3 separate regions of the Triticum aestivum genome follow, and regions 2 and 3 are each linked to region 1. The links are chromatin contacts, called in public Hi-C maps. All regions are on one chromosome and are shown on one strand. Each heading gives the region's core, a stretch centred on a gene start, on an enhancer-like site or on the middle of the called end of the contact. The rest is flanking DNA. Distances are from core to core; before and after follow the strand shown.

Region 1 (3,466 bases), core at 370-2,869:
GTACAATGCTTAAAGCGCGTCTAGACGCGCCTTAGCAAAACTGAATTTAAAATCACACTGGCTGAACTGTGTCGGCATGAAAAGCCATCGTCGCACATGGCATTTTGTCGATCACCTTCTGATGTAAGCAGTGAAATCATCTAGGTCCTGGCGCGACGAACCGCCGTCAGACACGGAGGCGGGGACGGCATCTCCGAGCACCCTTGCCCGTTGCCGGACGGCCATTCCTTTGTCGGAGAGCATGGCCTCCTCGATGACTTCCTGGATGGCCTTCGCCGTGACCACCTCACTGTGCTTCTCCCATGGGCGCACGAGGATGCCTGCCTTGAGGTAGTTGCAGATAAGCTCCGCGTCCCACGGCTGGTCGCAGTGCATGGGCCATGCCAGAATCGGCTTGCCGTGGCTCAGGCTCTCCATGGTCGAGTTCCAGCCGCAGTGGCTCATGAACGCGGCCGTGGCGCTGTGTGCTAGGATCTCCAGCTGCGGCGCCCACCCGGTGATCACCAGCCCCCTCCCTTCCGTGTGCTTGGTGAACTCTGACAGCAGCTCCTCGTGGCAGCTCTTGCCGGCCTCCGCGAATATGTCGCCGCGGTCCGCGTCGCGCAGCACCCAGATGAAGCGTTGGTTGCTGCCGCGCAGTGCTGCTGCGAGCTCTTCGATTTGCTCGGCTCGCAGGGACGACGTCGTGCCGAAGGACACATACAGCACCGACGCCGGAGGCTGCTCGTCCAGCCAGTTCAGGCACTCGTGCCGCTGCTTGCTCTCCTTCGGTGCGCTGGCGTCAAGCAGTGGGTTTAACGGTCCAATGGTGAAGAGCTCTTCTTGCCGTCGGCGGCCAGGTGCCCGGCGACAACGTCGATGAATTCACCCTCGAGCGCGCGGCATGTGTTTGCCAGGATGCCCGCGCCGGGCGAGATGTCTTTCGTCGGTCTGGCCCGGTTGGCGTACTCCACGAACTCCTTGGTCGCACATTCCTCGATGGCGCTGTAGACGAGGCCGTTCTCTCGCAGTAGCCGGTGATTGGCATCCATTCTTCCAACGAGCATGGACACGGCCAAGCAGTGCAGCCCGAGCGACTCGCCGTTGGGCAGCCGCGCGGCCTCCTCGGCGGCGAAGGCGTTGATGGGGTCGTGCACTACGACTATGCGGCGGTAGGAGCCGGAAAGCTTGTCGAGGAGAGCCGCGAGCGGGGCGCGCGCGCCGGCGATGTAGGCCTTGAACATGGGCATGAGGTGGGAGGGGAAGGGCGAGTCGGCGGTGGGGTCCGGGGGCGGGGAGACGTAGCTGGGGATGCCGAGGTCGTGACTGGATGGAATGGAGCGCCTCCTCGCCCCAACCGTGCACGCGCGCGCGCGCCTGCCGGATGTGCTGCGCGGGCGCGGCGTAGTGCACGTCCACCCGGCGCGACGCGAGCTGCAGCGACAGGTGCAGTAGCTGGTTGAGGTGCCCCTGCGCCGGGAACGGCACCGCCACGACGGCCACAGGCTCCATTGCGTGCTCCGCTCTCCGGATCGACGTTGTGTTCTCCGTGGCGTGAGGCCGTGACGTGGGGGTGGTGCTGAGTGAGCTGCTGGCTGAACAGCAGCATGGCAGAGTATATGTAGGCGGGCAAGCAGGTCACGGCGGAAGCTTCCTGGCCTGCGCGCAGGTGAGCAGCCCACGGCGGTGGAGCCATGCTTACATCCAGGTTCAGAGCAAATACTTGCAGGAGACGTATGGCTCTACGAGTTCGCCATGTGCCTTGCATGTGTGGTCAAGAACACAACATATTAATAAATAAACCTGCCAATTGCATCTCCCATGCTTGTCGTCATGGCTCATGTCATGACACAATCGTCGGATTGCAATCACTGCTTCTCTTCTACTATTACTACACCTACACCTACACAGGAGAGCGTTTTCAGCCATACCTGGGTCTGTTTGGTTTCAAATAAGTCACCAACTTATAAGTTGAAAAGTGAAAAAAGTGACTTATTTTATCAAATAGATCCAACTTATAAGTCACCGCAATTTATAAGTCATAAGTTGCTCCACCCCAACTTAAAACTTATAAGTCACCCCTTTTTGCGTGGGTCCCACCACCTTTACATAAAAAAATAAGGTGGGAAGGTGTGGTCAGATGACTTATAAGTCAGATGACAACCAAACAGGCGTGACTTATAAGTCACTGGTTTTAAGTCACCTGACTTATAAGTCAGGTGACTTATTGGAACCAAACAGGCCCTTAACTCAGTACACTCATTTTTTGGTGCACAGCAAGCATGTGAGAGACATAAAATGACTTGTACTCAAAAGTGTAGCTAGGGCAACCGGTGCTTTCGTAGATAAAATGACTTCAACCGAAAAAGGATTTCTGCAATAACAAACGACCATGTTAGGGATCACATACTTAAAACTCCATATAAGAGAGAGAGAGAGAGAGAGAGAGATGATTTTGTGTACCTTTATATCATCAACTGCTTCTGCTACTTCCTACTGACTTGTGGGAGCACCCCTAAGTTCCTGCCTCGTTAGTGCCACTTCCTGATGTAGTAATTCAATGTACCTATCCAGTTCTTGGATCTTCCTGGAGCTTCGTGAACGGCTCATCCCATTATCTGAGAGCTCCCTAGGGCATTCAGCAGGGAACTTTGCATCACTGACTGATGAAAGTCCTTCCTGAAACAAGAATGAATGCATATAAGAGTTGCTCATGTTCCTACACAAACAAAACGGTATATCTGCCTCGGCTGACCACCTGTCGGAGTAAATCACCACGGATAACCTCATTAGCCTACCATGATATTTCAAGACATCGGGGCCGGCTGCGCCCCTCAAGAATCAAAGGCAGAAGGCCGCCTTCCTGGAGCTGGCTGCCAGGTGGCAGCAAAACTCAGAAGGCGACCGCCGAGTGGGCTGACTCCTAGCAGGCGGCCTTCAGAGAGGTCGGCTCCTAGCAGGTGGCCCCTCGTGCCCTCGAAGTTAGCACCCACATAAACACGACGAGACAGGGCATGGCTACAGTGCAGTCTGCCGCCCCCGAATCCAGGGTGGAGCATTGCCACAGTGCGGCGTACTGGGCGGACACCCCTCGCCCAGCGCGGCACTGTTGCCACGCAGCCCATGGCATCACCCGCGGCAGAGAAGGCCATGCTCCCACGACGGACTGTCGGTACGGCCTACAGGCGGCGAGTCCCACCTTTCCGTGAGAAGCCAGAAGACGGCGAGCCCTAATCAGCCGGCTTGTGGGGAGGCCGACTCCTGACCAGACGGCCCTCCCCCGCCCTTGGAGTCCGTGCGCCATTAATCAGAAGAGACGGGGAGTGGCTACAGTAAACGCCCACCAGGCGGCGGGACTGTAGCCACGCTCCCCCCGACAAAGCACACATCATGAGCGACGAGCCGGCCACCCTCGACGAGCTGCTGATCACAACGGACAAGTACGCCACTGCCGATTCCTCCATGAAGTCGGAGCTCCGAGTGGACG
Region 2 (3,466 bases), core at 527-3,026, 200 kb after region 1:
AGTGGTACCTTCTCGCCTGTATCCTGGCCTATCTGGGGCACTTGATTCTTCCCTCCAGATGGAACTTTTCCTGCGGGCTTGATCTTGACATCTCTAACTGCAGGTATGTCCGATGGTTTAACAGGCTCAGCAGCAGCAGAGATATCAAGCCGCATTTTCTTGGATAATTCCATGACAACTTTTATCTCTGCAACACAAAATGTACAGTGGCAGACTAATTAGCCTTATTTATCTTCAATACATGCATGCATATCCATGATAAAGAGCCCATACGTTCAGAAGACCCTTTAAATCGTCAGGTATAAGCATTAAGCCATACTTAATCATCAGAAATTTCTAAACCAAAACAGAGAGCACGATTTAAGTGGCTTTCCAGAAAGAAGTAAACATATTCAGATTCATAGTGCTTCTGTGAATAGTGTGTATATGTATATTTCATATAACTTCTGATGGGTAATAAGAATCCTGACAAATACATTATGATCTTAGGTTTCAAGCCCGGCATGATACATTAGCTATGTTACAAAAAACAATAGACGTTTATCAAGTGCAGGGCTATGAAATGTAACATATCAATGTGTTTATATGTTAAAGAGATGTAACACACTGATATAAAATTTTAGATTGCAATCATAATGGTATGTACACAGAACATTGTGCTTCTATAAATAAAACATTGAATTATAGAGGAAATGGTTCGATATCCTAAACTATATGAACCTGACCAAAAACATACCCAGACTCACCTAAAAAAACATACTCGGACCCAAAACATACACAGTACATCAGGGAAGTTGAACACATCTCTGTAAGCTCTGACAACAATAGGAACTGAACATTTACCTTTCAGGATCTCAAGAGCAGCATCTTTCTTCTGGGAATCAGTAGCTTGGCAAACCTTCAACAAAACAAATGTACCATTTCAGAGTGGCTTCCTGTTTTCACCAGTACAAATCATACGACAATTGACAAGTAAACAGCAGGCGAGGGTATGTCAAATTAGCAGAAGTTCTAATCCAATATCAGCAATGGCAGTACACGATTGCACAGAACAATTGTGTAGTCCGAAGACACAAGCTATAGTGGTCACCGCCGTCTTTCTGGGCTCCAATCTCTATTTTGCAGATGTATGCCCTTTTCTCCGTCTTTCTGAGCTCCAACATCATACATTTCAACTGAAACTAGCATGAGCCCAGCACTGAACCTTGGAAATTTCCCATTCAGTCGCTAATCCAATTTCCAACAACTACACTAGCAAGCATAGCATTACTACCAGCATTCTAGCCTGAAGCATTACTCAAAAAAAAAACGTCTGGTAAAAAACCCCAACAAATAGCACGATTATGCAAGTTGCTGCAGTTACCAAGACTGAACGGAGTGCGCGGAGAGATTAAGGGTTTGGTGTGCGAACCTGAAGGAAGCGGCCGCGGAGGCTGGCGACGGCTTCTCTGATCCTGTAGTAGGGCGAGTCGTGAAACCCCAGCTCCTCCAGCTTCCGCTTCTTTGGCGGCGCGTCGGCCGAAAGCGGCGGCGGCGGCGGCGGACTAGGTGGCGGCTTCGTATCGAAGGCAGCCGTCGACTCCGATGGCGGCGGAAGAGGCGAGGCGGCGGCGGCGGTGGCGTGAGCTGCCATCCCGCGTGCGCGTGGGAGGCAAATGGTTGAACACCGGAAGTTTGAAGGCGAGATAAGCAATCGATGTGCTAGTTGATGGTGTGTTCAGAGACGATTGATATTCCCGAACAGAGGAAGCGTGCAGTTCCAGTCAAGCATTTCTAAATTAATGACTGCGAAAAGTAGAAATCATTTACCTTTAGCTAGGGAAAGGGTCTCGATTCTCGAAAGACCCAGGCTGCAATAGATAACATTTTTTTCTTTGACCCTAAGAAAGAAGGCATTACAAAAATCTTATCATTAGATTAATATTTGATTTTTTTAATCAACAGTACAATAATTCTGAAGTTAAATGGCGTATGTATTATTGGTTAATTTATGTTCGAAATTAAATCTTTAAAAAATGTCACACTTTTTTTTTAGTATTTGAGATGGTACAAGGACCTAATAGAAAAGAAAAATTATAAATTAGCCCGTGCATTTTACAAAAGAGGCCTCGAAAACTAAATCGCAATTTAATCCTTGCAACATGCTTCGACATAGCCTAGAATCCATCATCATTGGGGACGAAACCACTTGGGACAAAAAGGTTGACCATAGCCCCACCGTGAGAGGATTTTGCGAGGAAGGAGTTGTAGACGCAAAGCTAAGGCCAAATTGCATCCCTTTTAGCTCAAAGGTCGGGAGGAAGGAAAGGAGGCATCGTTGAGGGACATCGGAGCTCCATGGTGTCGCCTTTTGACCAAAAGATACAACGGTAGGACACCGTAGGCCGCCCAACGAACACCAAAGCAAGATCCTCCCAAAACGGGGAGATTGCTTCGGTGGGTGTCATATCTCTAGAACTTGCGCCATTGGGTTTGAGCTCCAAGGAAGAACTGAACTCACAAGTCATCGACAGCTTGATCTTTCCTCTTCCACCTCTATCATAAAGTTCACCAAAAGTACAAAGCACACCAGATATAATTAAAATTACATGGTCCCTATACCAATGGACGACCTCTACCGCCGCTAGAACAAGCCGCCGACGCAATGGTGCCGCTGCTCCCCTACCGGAGTTGACCTGACCAGCGCCTAGAGCTACAGTCGTCGTTGTTGAACCCTTGAGTGTATCTAAAGAACTTGACATCAAGTCTCATTGTCATGTACGCATGACGAGAAACCCTAACCTCGATGCCCTGAGGATTTGTGAGGAATCTATGCCAGAGCTCTGTCTAATCCATCCCAATGAATGAACTTGAGAAGGATTGAAATCTGGAAGACTGATGCGAAGAAGAAGCATCGTCATCCGCCCGGGCGCCACCGCTATGAGAAATAAATACCCTAACCTATCTACTAGATGGAGCCGAGGCATCAGGATCCCCCTCTCCACCACTGGCCATCGAAGCGGCGGACATAACGCAGTTGAATCCACGGGCTCACCGACGAACAGCGAGGGGAAAAAACTTTGCCATGGTTGCCTTGCGAGATGGGAAAGAAATAAAACAAACTGCCCAAAAAGTGTACCATAAAAAAAATGGAATCCCGTCAAAATCTGATTTGGTGTTTTTCTTTTGGAAGAAAAGCAAGGGGCGGAGCTTGTAAACCGCCCGTTCTTAAATCGAAATTGCTCTGCATACGGTACATTTTGGTCGGACACATGTACGATCAGACGGTAAAACTTGTTGCATGTTGTGGCTCACAAACTGAATTGTCTTGGGCTGTCTTTAATCGTATGAGTGTGGGATGAGAATTCATCGTACGTATAGCAGAGTTGTTCTTAAATGCTCTCTGGAAAATGGCCGGCCGGATTAAATGGAACCGGACCAACCCGTGTCTGACGGCGCTTCTTTTCATGGGCTGACAGACGCGCGC
Region 3 (3,466 bases), core at 387-2,886, 150 kb before region 1:
CACGTTTACTAGTTAGTAGGTAAGATAAGATAAGATTAGTCCCCCTGCTTCATCTCGCAATATGAGCGATGAATTTCTGGAGGTCTAAGTGCGACGACCCGCCCTCGGCCACCGAGGCGCGGATGGACACGCCCAGCGCGTTTGCCCGCTCCCTCGCTTGCAATCCTTCGCCGGATACCATCGCCTTCTCGATGACCTCGCCGATGACCTCCGACGGCACCACTGTGCTGCGCTGCTCCAAGGGCCGCACGAGGAGACCGGCCTTGAGGTACTTGCAGACAAACTCCGCGTCCCACGGCTGGTCCGAGTGCATGGGCCAGGCCAGAATCGGCTTGCCATGGCTCAGGCTCTCCATGGTCGAGTTCCAGCCGCAGTGGCTCATGAACGCCGCCGTTGCGCCGTGCGCCAGGATCTCCAGCTGCGGTGCCCATCCGGTGATCACGAGCCCCGTCCCCTCGGTTTGCCTGGTAAATTTCGACAGCAACTTGGCGTGTTGGCCGTCAGTGCTTTCCTCGTGTACGTCGTTGACGCCGCGGTCGGCGTCTCGCAGCACCCAGATGAACCGCTGCTTGCTGTCACGCAGCGCCGCGGCGATCTCCGCGACTTGCTCGGCGAGCAGCGAGGACGTGGTGCCGAACGATACGTACAACACCGACGCCGGCGGTTGTCTATCGAGCCAGTCAAGGCACCCGTGCCGCGCCTCCCCCGGCGCCCTCGCGCTCGCGTCGAGGAGTGGGTTCAGTGGCCCGATGGCGAAGATCTTCTGGCCGCTGTACTCCGGGCTCTGGGCTTCCACGTCGATGAACTCGCCCTCCAGCGCACGACACGTGTTGATGACCATGCCGCCGACCGCCGCTCCCTGCCCGTCATGCCACGTCCTCGCGATGTACTCCATGAACTCCTTGGACATGCACGCGTCGGCGGGGTGGAAGTCCATGCCGTGGTCGCGCAGGAGCCGGTGCCCGGCGTCCTTGAACGCGACGTTGTACGACATGGCCACGCACTGCATGCAGAAGGCCTCGCCGTTGGGCAGGCGCCCAGCCTCGGCCGAGGCGAAGGAGCTCAGGCGGTCGTACACGACGACGACGCGGCGGTGGCGGGCGGAGAGGCTCCCGAGGAGCCTGGCGAGCGGGTCCCGCGCGTGGGCGACGAAGGCGTCGAGCATGGGCATCAGGTGGGACGGGAAGGACGTGGGGACGGCGGGGTCGGGCGGCGGGCGCTCGTACGCGGGGAGGTCGAGGTCGTGGAACCGGACGGGGAGGAGGGCGCGCGGATCCCACCCGTGCACGCGCGCGCGGGCCTGGCGGACGTGCGGCGCCGGCGCCGCGTAGTGCACGGGCAGCCCGCGCGCCGCGAGATGCAGGGCCAGATGCAGGAGCTGGTTCAGGTGGCCCTGCGCCGGGAACGGCACCGCCACGACCGCGACGGAATCCATGGAGATTCCTAGATTGAGTTGGATCGAGTACACAGCGCACACGCGTAGTTCGCGGCTCTCGCGATTGGAGCACGACCCCGCCTCGCCCTGCCCTGAAGAAATATGTACACTACTTCATGTCGTATGCCAGCCAAACTGATAGCCTCACATAGCTGCGACTGCGAATGTTCCAACTGCGACTCCGAAGATCTTTCCCTTCTTTCCGCTAAGAAACTGTTCAACTAGTCGCCGTGAGAAAGGATGGTGCCGGTCTGTTGATTGACCTGACAAGTACTAGCAACCACTACTACTGTCGAAATATCGAATGGTCCGTGCGCGATCCGATGTCACTTCATCATCTCAAGAAATTTACCACGTCTGGCGAAAGTGTCTGTCTGCTCACCAGCTCAAATGTTCCCCCATTAACAATAAAACGGGAAGCAATAGTAGAAACAAACTTAAAACAACTGATTTTTTTTCGGCAACAAACATTGATTTGCAATATGCTTTTCAAAAATAGTTTTTTAGAGCATCAATTTTTTCCGCAGCATTTAGGAATGTTTTCTTCACCAAAATTTGCACGTATATAGACAATTAGTAAATGTTTGTTTCAAAAGATTCAAGTTTTCTTTACGTTGTTTACTATTTTTTACTGTTCATAAGGAAGCCGCGAGCTCACGAGCAGAAACTCCATGTCCCTCATCTCGAACATACTAAGGTACCCTTCGTCGGCGAAGGGGTACGCACCCTCACCGACTGAACTTAACGCACGAATGTCTAAAGACCGGAGAATCTATGATGGTAGCGTGAAATACAATTTTATGTCCGTTTTTGGAGCACCATATGTCAATTCGTGCAATGTGAACACTTTGGTCAAACAAGACATCTTTTTAGATTGTCAAAGATTACAGGAAGACTTTTTCGCAAAATAGAATTTACAGGAAGACTACATAACATTGGGAAAGGCAGAAAGGTCATATAATCCGTGCTCCCCAAGGCCTGTGTCAACTGAAGAAGACGCTGAGGATGCTGCGCTCGCCTTGCCGTTTTCACCAGTCGACGATGTGGGTGGTGGTTGCGCTAGTTGAAGCGCCGCCACCGTGTCACCAAGATCAGCGACGCGCCTCTCCAAATATGGCCGCCAAGCGAAAAGATCATTGATCTTGACAGACTGGGCTTGGATCACCGCGTTGGCCGTAAGGATGGTCTCCAGCTTCTTGAGGACGGTCTGGACGACCGGATCCATGGGCGCGAGTTGTGTGCGCGTCTGTTGCAAGCTCTAGGTCTTGATGAACTGCACCAGATTGACAAAGGGATGGGTGGTGATTTGGTCTCTGATACCAGATGAAAGGGTCGCGATGATAGGTAATAGTAATTGATCTAGCTTTCTGAAGTACTTGCTATTACAGAAAAGAGAAAAATTCACTGGTGGTCCTCATACTCGTCGCGTTGGCCAATTTAGTCCTCGTAGTTAGAAATATCTGAAATACGATCACTAAACTTGTCTCAGGGGTTCACATATGGTCCAATGTACAATTTCTTATACGTACATGCTGATTTGGCAGTTGACTGGCTTGTCCACGCGTGCGTTGACCGCCAACTCATCAACACCTGGTCGAAACGAATCAAACGGGGTCTTTTTTGCAAAATTTTCGTAATTAACTCTTCGCCCCCACCTCGTCGGACCGCACCTGGTCGGCCGCCCCCGCACCTCGCCCCTCGCTCTCCGCTCCTCTCCACTCTCAACCCTAGTCCCCTTCAGCCGTCACCCCTGGAGCCGCCATGCCATTCCCAAGACCACCCTCCCCCGGCGGTCGGCCCTGATACGTCTCCAACGTATCTATAATTTTTGATTGTTCCATGCTATTATATTATCTGTTTTGGATGTTTATGGGCTTTATTAAACACTTTTATATTACTTTTGGGACTAACCTATTAACCCAGAGCCCAGTGCCAGTTCCTGTTTTTTCCTTGTTTCAGTGTTTCGAAGAAAAGGAATATCAAACGGAGTCGAAACGGAATGAAACCTTCTGGAGAAGTTATTTTTGGAAG

Evidence for each region. A called contact is a pair of places that touch in the nucleus more often than the background predicts.
Region 2: a Hi-C map of leaf shows a contact between it and region 1, with 6 times the contacts expected there. The contact joins the promoter of LOC123049760 here to the enhancer-like site in region 1. A contact is called at or near these places in 2 of 5 Hi-C or Micro-C datasets (leaf and root).
Region 3: a contact with region 1 is called in a Hi-C map of leaf, with 5 times the contacts expected there. The contact joins the promoter of LOC123054215 here to the enhancer-like site in region 1. A contact is called at or near these places in 2 of 5 Hi-C or Micro-C datasets (leaf and root).

Annotation. Positions count from the first base shown.
Region 1 is chr2D:524,903,779-524,907,244 of IWGSC CS RefSeq v2.1, reverse strand. It overlaps the pseudogene LOC123054213. Among protein-coding and RNA genes, the nearest start is that of LOC123054212, 60 kb to the right of the region's middle. Within about 2 kb of position 1,619, at least 1 of the 8 cell types and tissues checked has an H3K27ac peak or open chromatin away from gene starts, as enhancers often do. A contact at or near this core is called in leaf, where this site is marked.
Region 2 is chr2D:524,704,151-524,707,616 of IWGSC CS RefSeq v2.1, reverse strand. It overlaps LOC123049760, which reads right to left and starts at 1,776. Exons shown (of 3, transcript XM_044472640.1): 1 at 1,412-1,776; 2 at 844-898; 3 at 1-187. The coding sequence starts at 1,633.
Region 3 is chr2D:525,051,515-525,054,980 of IWGSC CS RefSeq v2.1, reverse strand. LOC123054215 (cis-zeatin O-glucosyltransferase 1) reads right to left here and starts at 1,636. Exons shown (of 1, transcript XM_044477933.1): 1 at 1-1,636. The coding sequence starts at 1,435. The coding sequence ends at 50.